Linked DNA regions of Mus musculus: region 2 is linked to region 1. A link is a contact called in public promoter capture Hi-C data. All regions are on one chromosome and are shown on one strand. The core of a region is the stretch at or near the end of the contact, and the rest is flanking DNA. Distances in the headings are between cores, read along the strand shown.

Region 1 (4,502 bases), core at 1,859-4,358:
CTCCTCTGTGATAGGACTAGGCCCTTCTGTCTGTTGCCACCTGTGTGCCCCCTTCAAAGGCGGGGAGAGGGAAAACCCACATCAACGTTAATTGCAATTTAATACAGTTCACTGGGGACAAGGGTAAGGGGAATCAATTGTGGTGATTGAAAAGCAATATGAGAGCTGAAATAGGCTTTCACTGAAAATTCTCGAATGGACTGAGGAAAAAAAATGTCTGTGTCAATTTGCTGCCCCCCAGGTCAAGACTGTTTCTGATTCTGTGCAGTGTGTCTCAGACTCTCCTGACATGTTCTGAGTCAGGCACTGTACCAGACACAGGGGAACAGAAGTTACTCTGGCAAGAGCCACGTTCTGGGCTAGGTATCTTTGTGAGTGGGTGGAGGGTGGTGACGAGATATTATAATAGGTGGACAGGTAAGACAGGATGAAAGATGGGGGTAGGGGAAGGATGGAGTGGGGTGTGGCAGGGATACCTCAGGTCTGGAGGCTAACACTTTATGGACATTGTAAAAAACGAGGTGAGGCCAATGGGAGGAGAGTGTTTGGATACACAGCTGGTCTACAGTGATCTGATCAGAGGCCTAGGAAACACTGGTTCAGAGAAGTTTCTTTTAGTGTCTAAGGTACAAAGGGTCTTTCTGACCGGATATGCAACAGGGTTGGTCTGCAAAACCAGAGTCTATTCTTCCCTGCCAGCTTAAGGATGGATGGCCCTGCCTGGTCGTCAGAGTGAAGGATACCTCGCAGAAGGGAATGGAGTGGTTTCTCTGTGGAGCTTAGAATCCTTGAACAACCTGGAGAAGGCAAGGGATGCAGGACTGTTCCACCTGCAGAGCAGATCCAGAGGGAAACACCGCTCAACTCAGGCCACCACTGGACACTGTTCCATGATGATCCCTGGCGGGCATACAAGGCAAGATGGCCACACCCACATGGAAAGACTCAGGCACAACAGGGCGGTAGGCCAGCGGGAAGGGTCCCTCAGCCCACCACCCATTCTAGTGGCTCAAGACAGCTGAGAGGTGCCTGTCTCTTGTTACCTTCTAGAACCTTCCAACCTACACACACACACACACACACACACACACACACACACACCATAATATCAGCTATACTGGCTCAACAATTGATCTGGCTCAAATCCTTCCTGTGATGCTTTCTGACTCTGGTCATGTGACTTAACCTCCACAAGTCTCCATTTCCTTGTCTTACGATTGAGATTCTCTCCTAGAGCAGCCGTGGAGACTTGATGCATAAGTCTCTGAAATTTGTCTGCCTGGACCTAAGTGAATGCTATTTAGATGGGACAGTCCCCTCCTCCTTCTGGTATATTCTGCTCACTAACAAGGACAGAATCAACAATGCAATATGTGTTAAGTGTCTTTGGAATTAAGCGACAGTCTTCAACCTTATGATGATTATAACAATTATCTCAACTCTGTTAATCATATCATTTAAACTTGTACTTATTTCCTTTTTAGGTAGGATGTCAGGTAGCCTGGGCTAGCCTTGAACTCTCTATGGTAGTTGAGGCTGGCCTTATTGATCATCTTGCTTCCATCCCTCAAACACTGGGATTGAAGGTTATACTCACATGCTAGGCCCTGAGCATTTTCAATAGACTGATGGTTCGAGCAGTTTCAGGTTTACAGTGAAGATGGACAGAAGGCACAGAAGGGGTTAAGTAACCCTTCTCCTTCCCTCCCAGTGCAGTGTGTTAATTACAACCGAGGAACAGCAATGACAGATGGCTACTAACTGACACCCATAGCTCATGCCAGAGTTCCTCTTGTACTGATTATTCTCTTGGGCTTGGGCAAATGCACAGCCACCCGGTGACATTACAGTGTCACACAGAATAGTTCCACTGCCTTAGAGCTCTGTCCTCTACCTGCTTATCCCCACCCCCACTTCTGATCTTCTTCTACCTCCACAGTTTTGCTTGGAGCAGAACATTTTGAAGTAGGAATTATCCAGTGTGGAGCTTTCTTTATTTTATTAAGTGGTTTGAATTACTTCTCTCTCTCTCTCTCTCTCTCTCTCTCTCTCTCTCTCTCTCTCTCTCTCTCTCTCTCTCGATTATAGTGTACTTCCACCCTTGTGCAGCCTTCTAAGACTGGCTCAAGCCATCAAGCACTAGGCATGCTGTCAGGGTCGTGATGGCTAATCTTCACGGTTGATGATGAGGCTTGTAGTCACTAGGGAGCCGGACTTCTTGTGTGTCTGTGAGAGTTGAACCTACCCTGAGTGTGGGCAGCCGCATTACATGGGCTGCAGTCTCCCCACCCCCACCCCAGCTGATGTGGGCATGCCTACCTCCCTACAACCTTTCAAAAATATTGTGCGTGCTCACGTGCCATGACACTTTTACATCAAGGCTTCTTGACCTTCACAAGACTGCCATTTGGGCTAGAGAACTCTTCATGGCAGAGGGGGGGGGGCTCTGTGTGTTTGACAGGTTTTGTACAGCTTGCTAATAGCATCCTGTGACAATTCAAGATGTATCCAGCCATTGACAGCTGGCTCCTAAGGAGGGGGCTGCTCCTTTCTCTTCTAGTGGCTGCGAATTATGTTCCTTTTTTTTTTTTTTTTTTTGGTTTTTCGAGACAGGGTTTCTCTGTGTAGCCTTGGCTGTCCTGGAACTCACTCTGTAGACCAGGCTGGCCTTCAACTCAGAAATCCACCTGCCTCTGCCTCCCAAGTGCTGGGATTAAAGGTGTGCACTACCACGCCCGGCATGTTCCAATTTTTTTAATCGTATGTCATGAGAATGTTCAGTGCCACCCAAGTCCCCTTGTCTATATAGGATGGTCAGGAGGGGCTGGCAGTTCTCCACATCCCCTACATTTCACTCTTGCTGGATGTGTTTGCTTTGATTCCAATCAAATGCAGTCTGGCTTCTGGCTGCTGCTTCTAGGGATGACAGGTTTGACATGCTATTGAGTTTAAGTTCTCAGTAGTGCGCCAAACATCATTTGGAAAATGGGGTCAAGACAATCTACTGGCTACAGTCCAGGGACTTTCCCTGGAGCAAGAAAGGTCTCAGCAGTAGGGTCATGACAGGCTGCTAGCTGCTCGCTCTCTCTCTCTCTCTCATACCCACCAACAGCTCATGGTGCCTCTTCCTCCGTAATGACTCCTGCTTCAATGTGTCTCTGACCAGCCCCACTGGCCAAGACTTAGCAGAGTCAGTGGGGCTACAATGCTTGAAAACAAAACATTGTTCCAACGTGACCGATGAACTAGAGGATAGCTATGCACTATGTGAGTTTAGCTTTTGCTTGTGCCTGTTTTCAGCAGGGAGATACAGTAGGTATTCTCACAGAAACAGTTCAACTGAACAGTGTTGTGCAGGAAATACACAAAATTGACCCCGAGTCCTTAGACTGTCTCCTTCCTTTTTAAGTACACAGGATGCTATGATGTCACTACTTCCTGAGGTTAGTCACATGGTGAAAGGTGGCTCTCTCAGAGGCACCAAACAACAAAACACATGCACACCTCGGAAACATACCAGCTTGTTCAGTTTACCTGATGGCTTACCAGCTATAACGTTCACAGCTGGTCCAATTACACCGTCTTTCTGCCACATCACAGTCATTTACAAGGCGACACTTTTGTCACTTGCCTTTGTCAAGTGGGCCTTTCTGCCAAGCAAGGGGCCACACTCCTTGCCCTATTTGTGCATTACTAGACCACAGGTGACCTGTAAAACCATGCTTCTGTTAGGAGCACCTGGGTTTCCTACTCACAACACTTTGCTCCTAAGCACATCTTCCCCATGGCCCTCTGAGTTTTCATACAGTTTTGTGGCACGGTGCCTTGAGGGACACACACCCTGCATACAATCCCCATGGCCACTCTGAAGACTTCATGTGTCGTGGCAACTTGCGGGAGCTCATGGAGCGATGGGGTGGCTGAACATTGCATGCATGGGATCTGCATTCTTCTCCCCTCTTGCCTCTCCTTACTCTTGCTGTTGTCTGGGACTGTACAGCATCCCCACCCATCCCTGTCTTGTGCATCATACAAAGCTATGAGCTTTGTGTCAGCCTCTATTTTTGAGGGACCCTAGGCTGGGAGAGTGAATCTACACAGGCATAGCTGTGGGAAGCCACATGTGCCATTGCAGGGTGGTGCTGGCTACCGCTGGCCACCACGAATACATAGGTAGTAAAGTTTTTTTTTTTTTTTTTGCCAAGATGAGGTTTTGAGAATTAACCAATCAGATGAGAGACAAGTTAACCAATCAGATAAGAGACAAGTTAACCAATCAGATGAGAGAGAAGTTAACCAATCAGATGTGAGACATGCAAATGAGGTGGTAAGCATAACCCATGCATAACCAATCGGGGTGTGAGACACGCCTCGCCTAGGCCTATATAAGCAGCACTAGTTCTGGGCTTGGGGTCTCTTCGCCTCTGCAATCAAGCTCTCCCAATAAACGTGTGCAGAAGGATCCTGTTGTGGCGTCTGCTTTGCTGGCGAGTCAGGGCGCG
Region 2 (4,894 bases), core at 712-3,211, 230 kb before region 1:
TCTATTTGTTTTCCTGTTTCACATAATGTTCTTAGCATGGCCTGAAATTAAAGCTAGCTGCCTTAAAATCTTGTCTGTGTGTCATTATTGCCCATGTGTGCATAATGCATGTATGTGCACAGGCAGAGACCTGCCACGGTGCGTATGTGGAGGTCAGAGGACTGCCTTCAGGAGTGGGTCCTCTCTTTCCTAGTTGGTTTGGGGATAGCATTTGAGTCATTAGGCTTGCACAAGTGCCTTTACCCACTGAGCCATCTCACCAGCCTAGCTTCTCGATGATAGCCCACACGAAGTCCCATTGCCTTCCCAGAGCCTTGTCCCAGGGTCCTGAGCTAGGAAAAGTCCGTGCAATGTGTCCTGTGACTACAGTATGTGTGTTATTCTTTCATCGCTAGGACCAAAACAGCCATTGGAGACAAACAAGATTCTGGTCCGTCATGGTGGCCGGAACTTGTGGTGGAGCTGTTCATAAGCTGATATACTGAGGAGAGAAAAAAAGCTATGATAGGGCCAGACTGTAACCTATGAAAGGCGCACCTCGGTTAGCCTGGTTCCACCAGCTAGGCCCCGCCCCCTACAGGTTCCTCAGCCCTCCTAAAGAGCACCACCACTGTGGAGAATCAACATCTGAAACACAAGCCCATGGGAGCATTTTAGACTCAAACCATACCACCAAACCCTCTTTCCCTGGTTCACAGTGAGAAACAATGCTTCACGCTTATGTTTATTCTTTTTAAATATATTTGAAAATATTCATTTATCTTATTTATATGAGCACACTGTAGCTGTCTTCAGCCACACCAGAAGAGAGCATCGGATCCCATTACAGATGGTTGTGAGTCACTGTGTGGTTGCTGGGAATTGAACTCAGGACCTCTGGAAGAGCAGTCAGTGCTCTTAATCGTTGAGCCATCTCCCCAGCTCTATATTTATTCTTAAATGTAAATATTTTAATTTTAGTTGTTTTAAAAACATATGTGCAATCTTTTAGGATTTTTCTTTTAATTTTACATTGCTAAGATGTGTCCACATTATTGGTTTTTTTTTTTTTTTGTTTGTTTGTTTGGTTAGTTGATTTTGAAATAGGGTTTCTCTTTGTAGCTCTGGTCACAGACCAGGCTGCCTTGAACTCAGAGCTCCACCTATCTCTGCCTCCCAAGTGCTGGGACTAAAGGTGTGTGCCACCTCTGGCAGGCTACACTATTACTTCTTTTGTAATTTTTCTGACTGCTACATACTATTCTATTGGTCATTTCATTGGTGAAGGAGCATTGGCTTGTTCCTGTCACCAACAGTACTACTTTAACATTCTCATGGTGCCTCCCACATACACAAGAGTGAACAAGAGTCTCTTCGATATATGCCTAGAAGAACTGCTGGGTTATAAACGGTAAGTGTTCGCCTCGAGGAGAAAAATCTCAAACACCTTCCAAAGCTATTCTCTAAAACAAGGCGTTGTCACGTTCTTCAGTGCTTGTGAAAACCTTACCTGATGTCACGGGCCTATAGTCCCAGCTCCTTGGGAAGCTGAGGAAAGAGGGTAGACTGTTCAAGGCCAGACTGGGCAATCAGTTTTGATCTTGTATCAAAGTAGAAAGTAAAAAGGAGAAGACACAGCTCAGTGGTAGCATTTGCCCAGCCTGCATGACACCCTGGGTTCAGTCCTCAGTACCCCAAACCAAAATAACCTCCCCCGGATCCTCACCTGACTCTGCACACCACACCCTTGCATGCTTGGGCCCCCCCCTAGCATAGAGCAGCAAGCCTGAATCCTTCAGACTGCCTCTGACCCCACATTCGCCACGCTTCTCAGCCCTCCCTCTTCTCTCTAGCCTGAACAGGCTTCGGGTCAGAGGCTCGACTCTTCGCTTTCCCAAACTGTCACTAAGAAAGTACTCTTAGTGTTAGTTCCAGTGGCCACGTGCCCAGTGCTGTCTGGCCCTGAAGTTTTGCCAGGCACACACTGTCTTGGGAAACCTGGCCATGCTCCCTGGCCCTTCCCCGATATGCCCTGGCACAGAAGGGATAACCCACAGAAAGGGGCCTCACCTCCTGGGATAATGTTGCTTAAGTTATTAAACCTAATGTGCTCATAATAATAGCGGTTTTTACTTATTCACTGCAACCCGTCATTGGAGAGGTCAGATCACCCTGTATAGGAGTCCTAGCTCTGTCGGGCTAGAAATCAAATTTACTATTCAACAAAGCCTGCCTGGAGTTCTAGCTAGCACAATACATGAGAACATACATGTAATGTCAATTTGTTTTCGTTTTGAGACAGGGTTTCCCTCTGTAGCCAAGACTGCCCAGAACTCACAGCAATCCTCCTGCCTCAGCACTCTGGATTCTTGGATTATAGCGTACATGAGCCACCATATCTAACATCAATGTCATTTATATTAGAAAAAAAAGTATGTGGGGACACGTGGTGGCGGATGTTGTGAGATGGATGTGTGTGTGTCCTTGGATGCCTCGGCACACGCGTGGAGACCAGAGCACAATCTCAGGGCTTCGTTCTCTCCTCCACTGTGGGTTTCAGAAATGGCATTGATGTCTCTGGACTTATGCCAGACATGCCTTTACCCGCTGAGCCATCACACCGGCCCTAATACCAGCGTCTTAAAGACGCATTTTATGTGCATCCCATGCCAGACAGTTAATGCCCTTGTCATTTGCTTGATCTGCCCAGCAGCCTAATGGAGCAGCTTTGCATGGAGGAAAAAGCAGGCGGGCAGGAGCACTCTGGGTCAGAACATGAGCCAACAAGTTTGAGTTCTTATTCTTTTGAGGGAAGATGTGACACATAAGATTATGTTGACCTAGTTCAGAAGCGAAAACAGAGCCAAATTGGAGATTAGATGGTAAAACGGCCCACATTTGAGGAGTTGAAGATCAACAGATTGTGTATCCTTTGATGCTGGAGGGGCCCAGCACAGGGCAGCACAGGTCCTCGAAGGACGTCACGGATCCTCGCAACTCCTTCAGCAACAATATTTGTCTATTTTGTCCATCTGTCCATCTGTCCACCTGTCTGTCTGCCTATATATGTATCTGTCTGTCCACCCATCTACCTATATGTCTGGCTGTCTGGCTGCCTGCCTACCTGCCTGTATGCTTATTTGTGCATCTGTCTGTCTATTCATCTATCTATCTCCATTCACCACCTTAGCACATTTCCAAAGGACAATGCTTCTCGACCCTCTCTCTTCCTTGTGGTAACTCTAACAGGCCCTGAATAACTGGTGCTTAAAAGAGATGGGCAGAAGACATGGAGAGAGAAACCGGTAGACAGCCATTCAGAGCGAATAGCCTGTATAATTAATTAACACTAACTGCAGCCTGAATATTATGCAAAAGTGCCTACATATAGATGCAAAAACATGTTTAAATCAGATATACCAAGAATAGCAACTTTAGTAAGCTTAAGACTAAGGGAGGGCAGCTGGAGGAGGCTGCTTGATATTTCCAGCAATCACGGCGTTATATTGAGTTTTGCTGTCTTTAGACCGTTCGGTTAGGGTTTCATGATGGTTGAAGCAGTTACTGGTAGGGAAGTGGTTTGGGTCAGTAGATTATGCTGCTTGCTTGATGGGGACTCCTCCCTAGAGTGTCATTAATATGCTGAAGACCCCTTTCTATGTGTCTTCTGAAATCCTTAACACTTAAGGGTTTAGAGGAGCTGAAAGCACAGGTGACCAGGCCCTTGTTACCTTGCTATGCAACAAGATACTGAAACTCCTTCCATCCAGGACAAAGACACTCTCGTGACATGATTCTATGACACCCCTGCGTATCCTGAGCTCAGACCTCCTGACACCTCTGGTGCAGCTCTAGTCATCTGGAGTCACCCTGAACAGGCAGAGAGAACACTGACAGACTCTGCTGTCTCATGGAGCTGCCTCCAAGGCACCAGAGCTTTTACCTTTCTCAACTAAATCACCATAGAGAAGGGCAGAGCAGAGCCACACGCAAAATAACACATAAAAAAAAATTACATGAATTCAGCCTGCCAAGGACGAGCTCAGAAAAGAAATGTAAAAAGTCCTCAGGCGAGCCGGGCGTGGTGGCACACGCCTTTAGTCCCAGCACTCAGGAGATTTCTGAGTTCGAGGCCAGCCTGGTCTACACAGTGAGTTCCAGGACAGCCAGGGCTACACAGAGAAACCCTGTCTCGAAAAACCAAAAAAAAAAAAGAAAAAAAAAAAAAAAAGAAAAAAAAGAAAAAGTAAAAGTCCTCAGGCTGTTAAGTGACTCGGGAATTCAAAGGGCAGGTCAGGCTTTAGTCTGATAGATGATGGATGGATGCAAACTCAGCACTCAGTGCCCGGCCAGGCACTCAGGCGGAGTTTATAGAATCTAAGTGGAAAATAGCTTCAATTAATACCCACAATCCAAGGGTGATTTCCACTCTGCTCCTTAAGCTCCAAGTGTGGAGTCTTTATTCCACAACAGCGGATAAAATGTATGTAGACCCAAATGGCTTACAAGGGTCCAGACATGAAATCTTTACTCCACAATTTTCAAATGAAATGAAGGAGGCTCCTAAATGCTAAAAGTTCCAAAGGACCCTTGGTTCTCTCAAACCTCTTTACAAACGAGTGAGGACTGCACAGGAAAGTACGGACTGTGAGAGTTTATACACCACAAAAAACAGATTTGAGATCTGAGTCTTGTGGTCACACAGCAAAAGAAAACTAGCAGACAGGCATTAACAAAGGGAGAGGAATTCACTTACCGTGTTGGCTAGAACTGGGGCGAGAGGAAAGTGTTTAGTTTCTTTCTACCTCTTTTGTTAACGGTATTGACATTTTATAGAAAAGAATGAAACAGGTTCTAGGAAGCACATAGAGGCCAAAGAAGGTCCCCGAACCATTCTGCAGACAGTAGCAAGCCC

The links. Capture Hi-C pulls out chosen DNA fragments and counts their contacts.
Region 2: a contact with region 1 is called in a promoter capture Hi-C map of adipose tissue. The contact joins two enhancer-like sites. A contact is called at or near these places in 2 of 9 other capture datasets (adipose tissue and embryonic stem cells).

What each region holds. Positions count from the first base shown.
Region 1 is chr15:57,771,852-57,776,353 of GRCm38.p6, reverse strand. All of the region lies in intron 2 of Zhx2 (zinc fingers and homeoboxes 2), which reads right to left. Among named protein-coding and RNA genes, the nearest start is that of Zhx2, 79 kb to the right of the region's middle. Within about 2 kb of position 3,108, at least 100 of the 459 cell types and tissues checked have an H3K27ac peak or open chromatin away from gene starts, as enhancers often do. A contact at or near this core is called in adipose tissue, where this site is marked.
Region 2 is chr15:58,002,353-58,007,246 of GRCm38.p6, reverse strand. All of the region lies in intron 3 of Fam83a (family with sequence similarity 83, member A), which reads right to left. Among named protein-coding and RNA genes, the nearest start is that of Fam83a, 19 kb to the right of the region's middle. Within about 2 kb of position 1,961, at least 15 of the 459 cell types and tissues checked have an H3K27ac peak or open chromatin away from gene starts, as enhancers often do. A contact at or near this core is called in adipose tissue, where this site is marked.